Linked DNA regions of Pan troglodytes: region 1 is linked to region 2. A link is a contact called in public Hi-C data. All regions are on one chromosome and are shown on one strand. The core of a region is the stretch at or near the end of the contact, and the rest is flanking DNA. Distances in the headings are between cores, read along the strand shown.

Region 1 (5,214 bases), core at 2,343-4,842, 230 kb after region 2:
TCCTCCTCCTTCTTCATCTTCTCTTTGTCCAGCTCCTGCTGCTCCTTCTTACTCTCTTCCTCCTCCTCCTTCCTTTTTCCTCCTCCTCCTTCTCCTTATCCATCTCCTCCTTCTTCTCTTTCTCCTTACCGTTTTCCTTCTCCTTCTTCTTCAGTTAGTGCTTATTTTAACCAAACTTAACTTTTTTCAATATATAAAGGAGGTGGAAGAGCTCATAGTGTGATTTTCTCAGGCCCTGTGGCTCCCCAGTTTGGCCCTGCTTCCAGGAATCCAGTTTCCTGAAATGGTTCCAACATTCACCTGCCTTAAGCCAAGTTGCTCTCTACACAGTTGTAGCAGGAAGAGCCCACACATCTATAAGTAGGGCCCTGTAAAGGGAAATGCTACATGCCTTTCACATTTTAAAACTTCTCCCTTTCATGATGGACAATAGAGTCAATCATTTAAAATTTACAGTTTCAGGCCTTAGAGCTTAAATGGACACAAATATTAAAAGTCCTGTCTGAAAGTCAAAGAATGCCCTACAATTATGTTCTTCCCAAAGATTCAAGAAACATTCATCTGTGGTATTCTAAGATGTGGAACTGAAGTAGAAGATAAACCACAAAGTCTGAGGTGGCTTTGTATTATCTTTGTTATACATTATCTTTGTTTTATAAGTGCATATAGTTGGGTGTTTTAAAAAGGATTGGGGGAGAGTTTTGATGTTTTTCTGTCAGAGTATCTATGGGCAATAAGTACTAAGTTAACCTATCTTCCCCATTAGACCAAGTTCCTTGAGGTCAGGGACCATGGTCATTTCCACATATTTCATGGGTTCTCAGAAAATGTACCTTGATGGAATGAGGAATAAAAGAATGAATCATAATAATGATTATTAATTTTATTCTGATTCATATTTTATAACATAATCTTTAAAAACTCATATGAATTTCTTAAGTGCTGAAATTATAAATCATCATCATCATTATTATTTTGGCCCTAGTAAACAAGCCCTTATACATAAAACTACCAGCCCAGTAATTGGCACATAGTATATATTCAATAAATATGGCCTTTTTATCTCCTCACTCCTCATGTCCATATGGAATATAAAAATAATCTAAATTCTTGAAGACTAGTAAATATGAAATTGTACTCGAATAAGCGTGTTCTGATATCCTACTCTTTTTTTCTAAAGTATGTTAAATTACATCATGAAAATCAAGAACATTTAAACCAACAGTTCTATGAATAATCGTATTTTCACAGTGCTCTTCACTCCTAGACAGAATGAATCTGGGTGCATACAATGCCTCTACAAAACAAGCTAGGTTTTACACAAATATAAAACCAAGACAAAATGCAGCCTTTCTGCATTTAGATGTTTACTGATAAACAGAGCAACTAGCTAGTCAGTGACAGGACGAGTTTCCTGATACTCAGATCGACTTGAGCCATTTCTGTGAAGAGGAAGCCAGGTTGTGGAGTGGGGAGCAGGGAACACGGAATCTTTAGCATATTGTTTTAAAAGGAAAACTCAAGTGCCAAGTAAGATCACCTTGAACACAATCAGTGTCCATATGATTTCACAAAAGATGTTAGACTGTTCTGAACTGAGAATGTTATCCATTTGGAAAGCCATTTTTACTCGTATACCTCTTAAAAATATAGTAAGATCCTTTGTGTAACTTATTCACTAAGCAAATTGCACAAGACTTCTTCAAACTAACAATTCCTATTTAATATTCACACTTTACTAGCTCAAAATGAATAGCAACTATAAAGGAGAGTCTAAAGGGGACACCTATACCAGTGTCCCCACACCCACAGGGAGGGAGCTAAGTGAATAGCCAGAGCACACAGAAGGTAACTGCCAGACCTCAAGGCTCAACCCACATTACACACCCATCCTAGAGAAAATATACACATATAAATAAATGAGAATTAAAATGTTTCATTGATTCTATCTCAATAAGGCAATCTACATACTCAAATAGCATAAAGTTTATAGCTGAGGCAAAGGAGGCATTGTGCTTAGCATTTGAGATAATTATATTAATTTTCCACTTTAGAATAAGCTGGTTTTAAAGAGATAAGGGGGTGCAGTTAGGGATTAAACAGTCACAGAGTATAGCCACCTCTTTGGTTTTTGACACAAAGATCCCTTGATTGGAATTTAATCTATTAACTTGGATTCACTTTATTTCACAAAGGAAATTAGAGGTGCCTCACTGGCCCCACTTGGTAGGTATAAACTAATATTTTACTGACAGATATAATCTTATATGCCCCGACATCCCATCACTGAGTAATACAAGTTGCCTATGGTTTTCTTGTTTTTTGCTTTCTGTGAATTTGCAAGAAGCACACACTGCTTTTAAAGAATAAACAATGGGGTCATTGATGAAGCCCACAATTACACAGCCAAGAATATTTTACAGAAGAAACATTACATGTTTCCTGAAATTTCCACCTTGCATCATGCCCAGGTCTACGTGCTTTATTCTCTATATTTTTAAAGCATAGAATTTGAGAGTTTTGCATGTCAACAATGTCACATGGTTGTCACCCTGAAATGAGAAGAAACCAACACAGCCCAGTACCCAGAAGTACGCTCTCAAATTTCAAAGAGCAATCTCAATGTATTAAATAGCTTAGTAAAATGCAGTTATGACTTTCCCTTGACTGAAGGGAAGAGAATTTTTAATGTAATAGCAGTAACAGTTAAAATCCTCTTAGCCCATTATCTATAAGGCATTTTCACATTCACTATCTTATGTAAAAAAATAACTCACCAAACCAGGTGTTTAAGGACTTACCTATTTTTGCAAGGGATGCTAGAAGTATCCAGAGAGTGACCTCATAAGGAATTTGCACATAGTCATAATCCAGTTCAAAAACAGATATCCCTTCCTCTGGCTCTGAGCTGGCAGCAGCAAACCAAGCGTTAGATGCATACTGAGCAGTGGAATTTGCAGATTCATTCAAATCAAAAGATGCTTCAGAACACTCAAGAGCCACTAGCAGTAGCAAACAATTCCAAGGACTGTAAGTCACGAACATCTGCAGAGCCATTCCTGTGGGCTTCTCCTATCTACACACCCCTGTGTGGATGTGTGCCACACATCTGAAGTCGGGGAGGCTTCTAGAGAGTGACTGCATCCACCTGGGTCAAAAGTAATATAGATACAGTCCGTGGGTCCTCCCAAGAAGATTCCGAGTGTGTTATTGAGCTCTGTATGTAGACACTTTCTAATCTTCTTTAAATCGTTTGTGTTCAGGCAACTCAGCTTCCAACTCAAATGCAGTTATTCAATAGACTTGTTAAAGTCCATGGAGCTACCTGGAGGACCTCCATCCAATCATGGCTTGAGCAATTTATGAAAGGAATAAAAATCTCTTCACTTAAAGGCATTTCCTCATTTCACTGCATACTGGCTTTGTCTTGTGGGTGAAAATTTAAAAGGATACTGTAGTGCTCATTCCACAGATCACTGGAGTCCTTCTAATGAGGAAAGGAAACCTTCCCTGTCTATCAGATCCCAAGAAGGAGCTACCTGATCTGCCCTTGTTCCTTCTCTCCTCCCCCTGTCCTCTTATTTGTTTTGAATGACCAAGGCTTCAGGTAGCTCTGGAACTACACTTAATTATTTGCTCTGATTTGACTTTTGTAATGAAATCCTTTCTCTGAGGGTTCTCTGGAGGTCACACTGCTGACACCTAGTGGGCACCTGCAATACAACACCCTTGACACGTTCAGTTATGAACGTTAAGGTGACCATGAAATTATCTAAACCAGGACACTTTGGGGAATGAATAATAATGATAATTATGCAAAGGTATAGGCACAAACCAGAATTGTCCAGCAAACTGTCTTATATGGTCTCTATACATGAGGAAGAAGGAGGATAAGAACGAGGTGGTAACAACAAGGATGGTAGCAAACACTGAAACTTTTGCATGTTACCAGACTCCATGAGCAGTCATTCATAGAAGGAATGAAGTTCCAGATCTCTATGAACTTTACACTATAATTTTTAAAAAACAGGAAGCCAAAGAACAAGTTCCATAAGTACACCTAAATATCTGGATTTGTAAAACTCCATGGCACATCCAGATTTTCCATTTAAAAAACATTTGTTGTTGAAAAGAAGCAGCATCATAGAGTGTTGATGAAAGAATTTTGAGATAATTTTTATGAGCCTACTTCTCGCTCTTCTACTTGTTGCCAGGTGACCTTGGTGAAGTTAATTACCTTTCAGAAATTCCTTATCTGAAACAGGGAGGAAAATATCTGCCTCATTGAGTAGCTAGGAACATTAAATGAGATAAAGCAAGTAAAGAATTTTGCATGTAGTTGGCACTTAAATGTTAGTTTTTATTTTAAATTACATTTCTTATACTTTTAGGATAAGATACAACACTTTTGCAATGATTACTGATACTCAGTAAAAATTATGAGAATAATACATCATCCATATACTACCCCAACATCTCTTTTACATCAAACTGCAAGATGCTTTGTGTTTTGTTTTTTCTTAGTTCATATTAGTGAGTGCAGGGGATTTCCCCCCAGCGAACACACACACACACACACACACACACACACACACTCAGCTAACATCACTGGGAAATTGAGAAAGGAATGGTTGAGAAGGGCTAACACCTAGATGCAAATTCATAGTGAGGCAATAGAATTAAAAGTTCACATATGAATATTTTTTCTTTTTCCTTCAGTTTGACTCCAGAATAGATTAGATTCAGTCACTGAAATGAGACTATCAAGTGGACTACAAGAAGGGTACACACATTGAGTCGATTATTTTTTCTCAAAGAATATATGAATATCCTTTAATAGAAAGCTGCTTTATAATAGGTGTTTTATTTTTATTTGCATTTTATTGTACTTTTCTTTCTTAAAAGAAATGAGGGAGCAAGTCTCACATAGTGCCTTGTGGAAAGACCAAAACGAAGAATCAAAAGACTTATGTACTCAGACATTAGTTATCTGATTGGCTTTGGAAAATTACCTGTTTGAGCCTTATAGTTTGAGCCTTTATAGTGTTCTCATCTATAAAATAAAGATGCTGTCCATACCTGGTAACCCTTTCCTGCTCTAAAATTCCAAATTTTGTGACTATATGGCAACCCGTTTCGCCTTATGATCACCTGATGGCTGATAGTCCAGTCCCTCTCAGAGTAAAAATGCCAATCTTGGGAGGATGGTAAGAG
Region 2 (4,755 bases), core at 2,040-4,539:
CTTTAATCACGTTTTTAATAAGAAAGTACAGTGTGCACTTTGACAAAAATATTGCAGATTATGAAACGTGACTTTTAACATAAACACAATTTGGGCAGTACAATAAATGCAAAACGTGCTGAGACTCGTACTGTGTTTGTCTACAGTTTTTATGTAAATCAATACCCTCACCGCCCAGGTAAAACAGTACACCCTACCATAAAGCTGAGCAAAAGCTGAAAGAAATCTCTTCACAGACATTTTGTGAGCATATACACAAAACACATGCTTTTAAAAGTATCAGACTTTGAAGCCAATTTCTAGTTTGCTCATTGACATAACTGTTCCCAACAGTCTCCTCTCAGCATTACATATAAAGTAATAAACCCCGACTTTTCATTTATAGGTAGTTCAAATCAAATTTTGTTACAACCAACACCAAAGACCTATCAAAGATCCACAGTCACATTGGAACTTTGGTTGGATCAAGTGTTGTTTGGACGAACGAAAGCCTTTACAAAGGGCTATGGCTCTCTACTACAGAAATTTAGATTGTGACAATATTTAGATTGTGAAAATATTTAGTCAATACTCTCATAATGACTAGTGACTAGAATTTAAGAATTACAAAAAGAGGAAAGTATAGAGAAAAAGCTAAAGTCAAATTTATTTTTATTGCCTTTGTCATTCAACAAACAAGAAAAAATTTAAACTGATAATAATTAAGATTTAAGTTTTCCTTTATACATAGTCATCCAAATTCTGTATGGATGAATTACTGAAAGCTGAATTTGGTCTACCTGCTTAACAAGAAGCAATATAAACATTTTCATGTTTTCTCCTTCAGTTCCAGAAAGTTAAACTCTTTATAATAGTTATAAACATAGGAAACTGGGAAAAATTAGGAAATTTATTCTTTAAGGTCACTTTCAATTTCTGTCGCTTTTCAGATTTCATACTGTAGCTTTTCTGAAAATTGATTTTTGGCATTCTCAAAAATCTACATCACATTTCTTGAATCATGTTATTATCATAAAATTTTATGTCAGTTTTAATTTGTGTTAAGCAGAATAAATGTATTTTTATATAAATATTTTCATTTAAAATAGAGATTTTGGCACAGAGTCCTAAGCCTGTAGTTTTCAAATTGCATTCTGTGCTACTTTCCCTGGATCAAGGAATTGTGCTCCTATGAACTTGTACCTTGTGTATCTAACCTTTGCTCTGTCTCATGCTCAACAATCCAGCAGTATTCTAAGACTTTAGGACATGAGAAAAAAGTGTAGACTGACTTCTCCTTGCTGGTGGAGGTGGAGAAGGGGTGGAGAACCACTGCTGAGGACTTTTGTCAATATTTTCATGTTCTCCTCCTGATAATACTGTAGGCACTTGCATCCTTTGGGGTATCTTCAGTGGGAAATCAAAGGACTGTGAGTGGCTTCATTTAATTTCTACACTCAGAAATGCAGAGGCGTGTTCCAGTCAAGTTTGAAAGAATTATTTAGAAAAAAAAAAAAACAGGCCAATAAAATCAACAGTTAAGAGATAGAGAATCAAATATTAATCTTGAATGCTTATGTTCCACTTCTTTTCTTTCTGCTGTACTTTTAAAAAGTACTCTAATGAGTAGAATTCAATTTTATATGAAAATTCTGAGTTACTATATTATCGAATGGGGAGAGGTAACAAATTACAGACTAGTGCAAAACAGTAGGACTCCCACATTCTCCAAAGTGCTTCCTGAATAATATTCAAAACTTGATATCTCATCAACTTGTGAAATGTTAGAATATTGTGTCTACAAACTTTCTTCTTTGTCTGCTTGGAGCCTCTAACCTGGAGGCTCAAAATTCAAACAACACTCTACAGAAAAATTCTACTGAAGCAGGTGATCATAGATCAGCATAGATCACCTGCCTCGTCCTCCTAGTATTGCACAACATAAAACCCACCAGCAAGTTGTAACCAGGTGCTGCCTTGTGGCCCCACTTGCCACATGGACCCTCATGGGTGGAACTTCTTCAAAAGCTGCTCCCAAATCTGTCAACACGATAAGCTGGTGGATGTCTGGGCAACCTTTCTCTCTGCACCATTTAAACAAGAAGAAGAAATGGAATTTAGATGTCACCCCCAAACACACAGTAGACAGAGGAACAAGTTAAAAACCAGTAGACTCTCAGTAGTTCATAGGAGTCCTGGGCCCTCCAATCTGCTCTGTAGGAGTCAGGCCATTCCTTCTGCATGACGTTCCGATTGTTTGCCCAGTTTGAGTCATAAGATGTCTCTGCTTCCAGCTGTGCTCTTCACTTACCGGCTGCTCCATCGGGTCAGGACAGGGAAAAGCTTCCACCCTGAGCTTAGGAGTTACCCCCGAGGGCCATCCTTCATCCCTGGGAAAGAAAGCTGTTCTCGATACTTTTAGTGCCATTCACTTAACAACTGATTACAGATATACATATTTTTTCATAAATAAAATTTGAAGCATATATGTAATATATTAAAATCTTCACCAACAAGGGTGTGTTAAAAATTTCAAGTTCTGTCATTCAAGTTCAATAAAGGCACACATTACCATTTTTTTTCTTCAGGCCAGCAAAGAATACGATTGCTACCCATTAGTCACAAAAGGCATTTTGTGGGACTATTTTTTATTTGATTTTCCTTTTCTTCGGATTTGCCTCATTTATCCATGGCATGAATCTGTCGCCCTCCAGAAGTATTTAGATGCACAGAGAGTTTTACATGGATTCCACTGTTGCATCAGGTTTCAGAGTGACAAACCACAGCTGTCCTGGGTCAGACACTCAGATCTGCTTTCGCTGCTTCTCTTAAGGCTTCTCACTCCCAAATCGGGCTTTCCGGCTTCCAGGTTCCGATGCCCTCCAGACCAGCCGTGGTGGCGGCTTGGGCGGGATGCCTTCAGTCAAACTGTCTTCCCTCTCTGAGCCAGACTGGTCTTTAGAGAGAAGGGGCTGCTGTAGTAAGCCTGACGTCTGGGTGCCCTTTTCTCTGCTGTGGGGTGTTGGGGGGGTGCTGGGCATATCTCGGCCAGAATCAACATCTACCTCATTCTTCCATTCCATTTTATAGGACTGGGGGGATTTCTTGGAGAACTGTTCTGGCAAGAAGCGCCTGGCTCTGGGCTGCAAATTGAGCACGGTGGTCCCGGCATCTGCGTCTGAGTCGCTGCTATTGCCATCTATCAAGGAGCAAAAGACAAGGTGGGCAAGCATTTTAGAGAGAAGGCACTGCAAGTAACTTCAGTACCTTAGTGAGTCAGGCAACTGATACGTCCTGGGGCTCTGGGGAGAGGGGAGGCTAGCAGGCTTATGCTAATTTTAGGTGAGTGGCCTTGTGCATCTTACGTAACCCCTGAGAGCACCCATGCCCACAGGTATATATTCATGCTAACTTTGAAGAGCTTACTGTGTGCCAGGCACTGTCCTAAGTCCTTTCAAATGCATTAGCCCGTTTTGTCTTCACAATCACCTACTTTACAGATGGGGTAACTAGGTTCAAGAGGTATTTGTAGGTGGTGGAGCTGGGATTCCAACAGAGCCCCTCTGGCAGTAGCAGCTGTGCTCATCTGCCCCACAGTACTGATCCCAGGAGGGCTCAGCCTGGCATCTGGCACATAGTAGGCAGTCTGATAATCACCTGCTATGGAGAAGATTCTTGCCTTGATCTGGAATCTCAAACATGGTTTTGCTGATTTCCTTTACATTTCCACAAAAGGGCCAAAACCCTTTGCAAACAAAGGGAGGAGACAGCTTTGGAAGCAGATTCAGGTGCTAGAGTGCTACGGGTAGGGCAGTGAACAAAATGCTTGTCCAGGAGTTGAGATTCTTGGGAACTGAGAACATGTTTGCTGGTGGGACCACGGGCCACTGTTCTAAATATTCAGTGCTGCCTTGTCTTCCCCCTATTATTCTCACCTCACCCTCCTTTACCACCAGCCATCATTTAGGTTTCCCTCTTCTCAGTTAATTAAATAAACAAGCAAAAAAAAAAAAAAAAAAAAAAGAGGGGTAATGATTTTTCCATCCCACATTTAAAGAAAATTTTATTTTAGATTCTGGGGGTACATGTGCAGATTTGTTACATGGGTATACTGCATGGTGCTAATGTTTGGGCTTCTAATAATCCCATCACCCAAGTAGTGAACATAGTACCAATGGGTAATTTTTCAACCCTTGCCCCTTGCCCAGCTCCCTATCTCCCCCCTTTTGAAATCCCTAGTGTTTATTGTTCCCGCCTTTGTGTCCTGTGTATCTAATGTTTAGCTCACACTTGTAAGTGAAAATATATGGTATTTGGTTTTCTATTTCTGCATTAATTCCCTTAGACATCCCACATTTTAATAACATGAAATCCTAATATAGTTCTTCTGGGGTTCACAGACAATGGCTTCGGTGTCTACATAAAGATAACCATCACATTAAAAAGATATTAGACATTATAACAAAGCTTTATAGTTATAGCCAGAATAAATATATGGCTGCTTTCATGAAAATATATTAGAATTACTGTAAAAATTTAATTACTTAAACATTTGCAGACTTACAACTTTCTGTTTACCTGCCCTTGAGCCCCATGATGACAATATTTGCTGGAAAATAACTGATTGGATTCTTTAGAATCTGCACAGAATGCCATTCCAAAAGGTTGCAATGCGAATTAAAATTCACCCAGTTATTATTTTAGATTTGCAAACTCTTGAACTCATTCTTTTTTTTAAATTATTATTATACTTTAAGTTTTAGGGTACACGTGCAC

The links. A called contact is a pair of places that touch in the nucleus more often than the background predicts.
Region 1: a contact with region 2 is called in a Hi-C map of induced pluripotent stem cells, with 1.7 times the contacts expected there. The contact joins the promoter of SLC9A4 here to the enhancer-like site in region 2. A contact is called at or near these places in 3 of 7 Hi-C or Micro-C datasets (blood, induced pluripotent stem cells and stem cell-derived neural progenitor cells).

The regions. Positions count from the first base shown.
Region 1 is chr12:20,346,014-20,351,227 of NHGRI_mPanTro3-v2.0_pri, forward strand. It overlaps SLC9A4 (solute carrier family 9 member A4), which reads right to left and starts at 3,593. Exons shown (of 12, transcript XM_001163482.6): 1 at 2,802-3,593. The coding sequence starts at 3,057.
Region 2 is chr12:20,119,597-20,124,351 of NHGRI_mPanTro3-v2.0_pri, forward strand. It overlaps SLC9A2 (solute carrier family 9 member A2), which reads right to left. Exons shown (of 12, transcript XM_525838.7): 12 at 635-3,178. The coding sequence ends at 2,808. Among named protein-coding and RNA genes, the nearest start is that of MFSD9, 28 kb to the left of the region's middle. Within about 2 kb of position 3,290, at least 1 of the 24 cell types and tissues checked has an H3K27ac peak or open chromatin away from gene starts, as enhancers often do. A contact at or near this core is called in induced pluripotent stem cells, where this site is marked.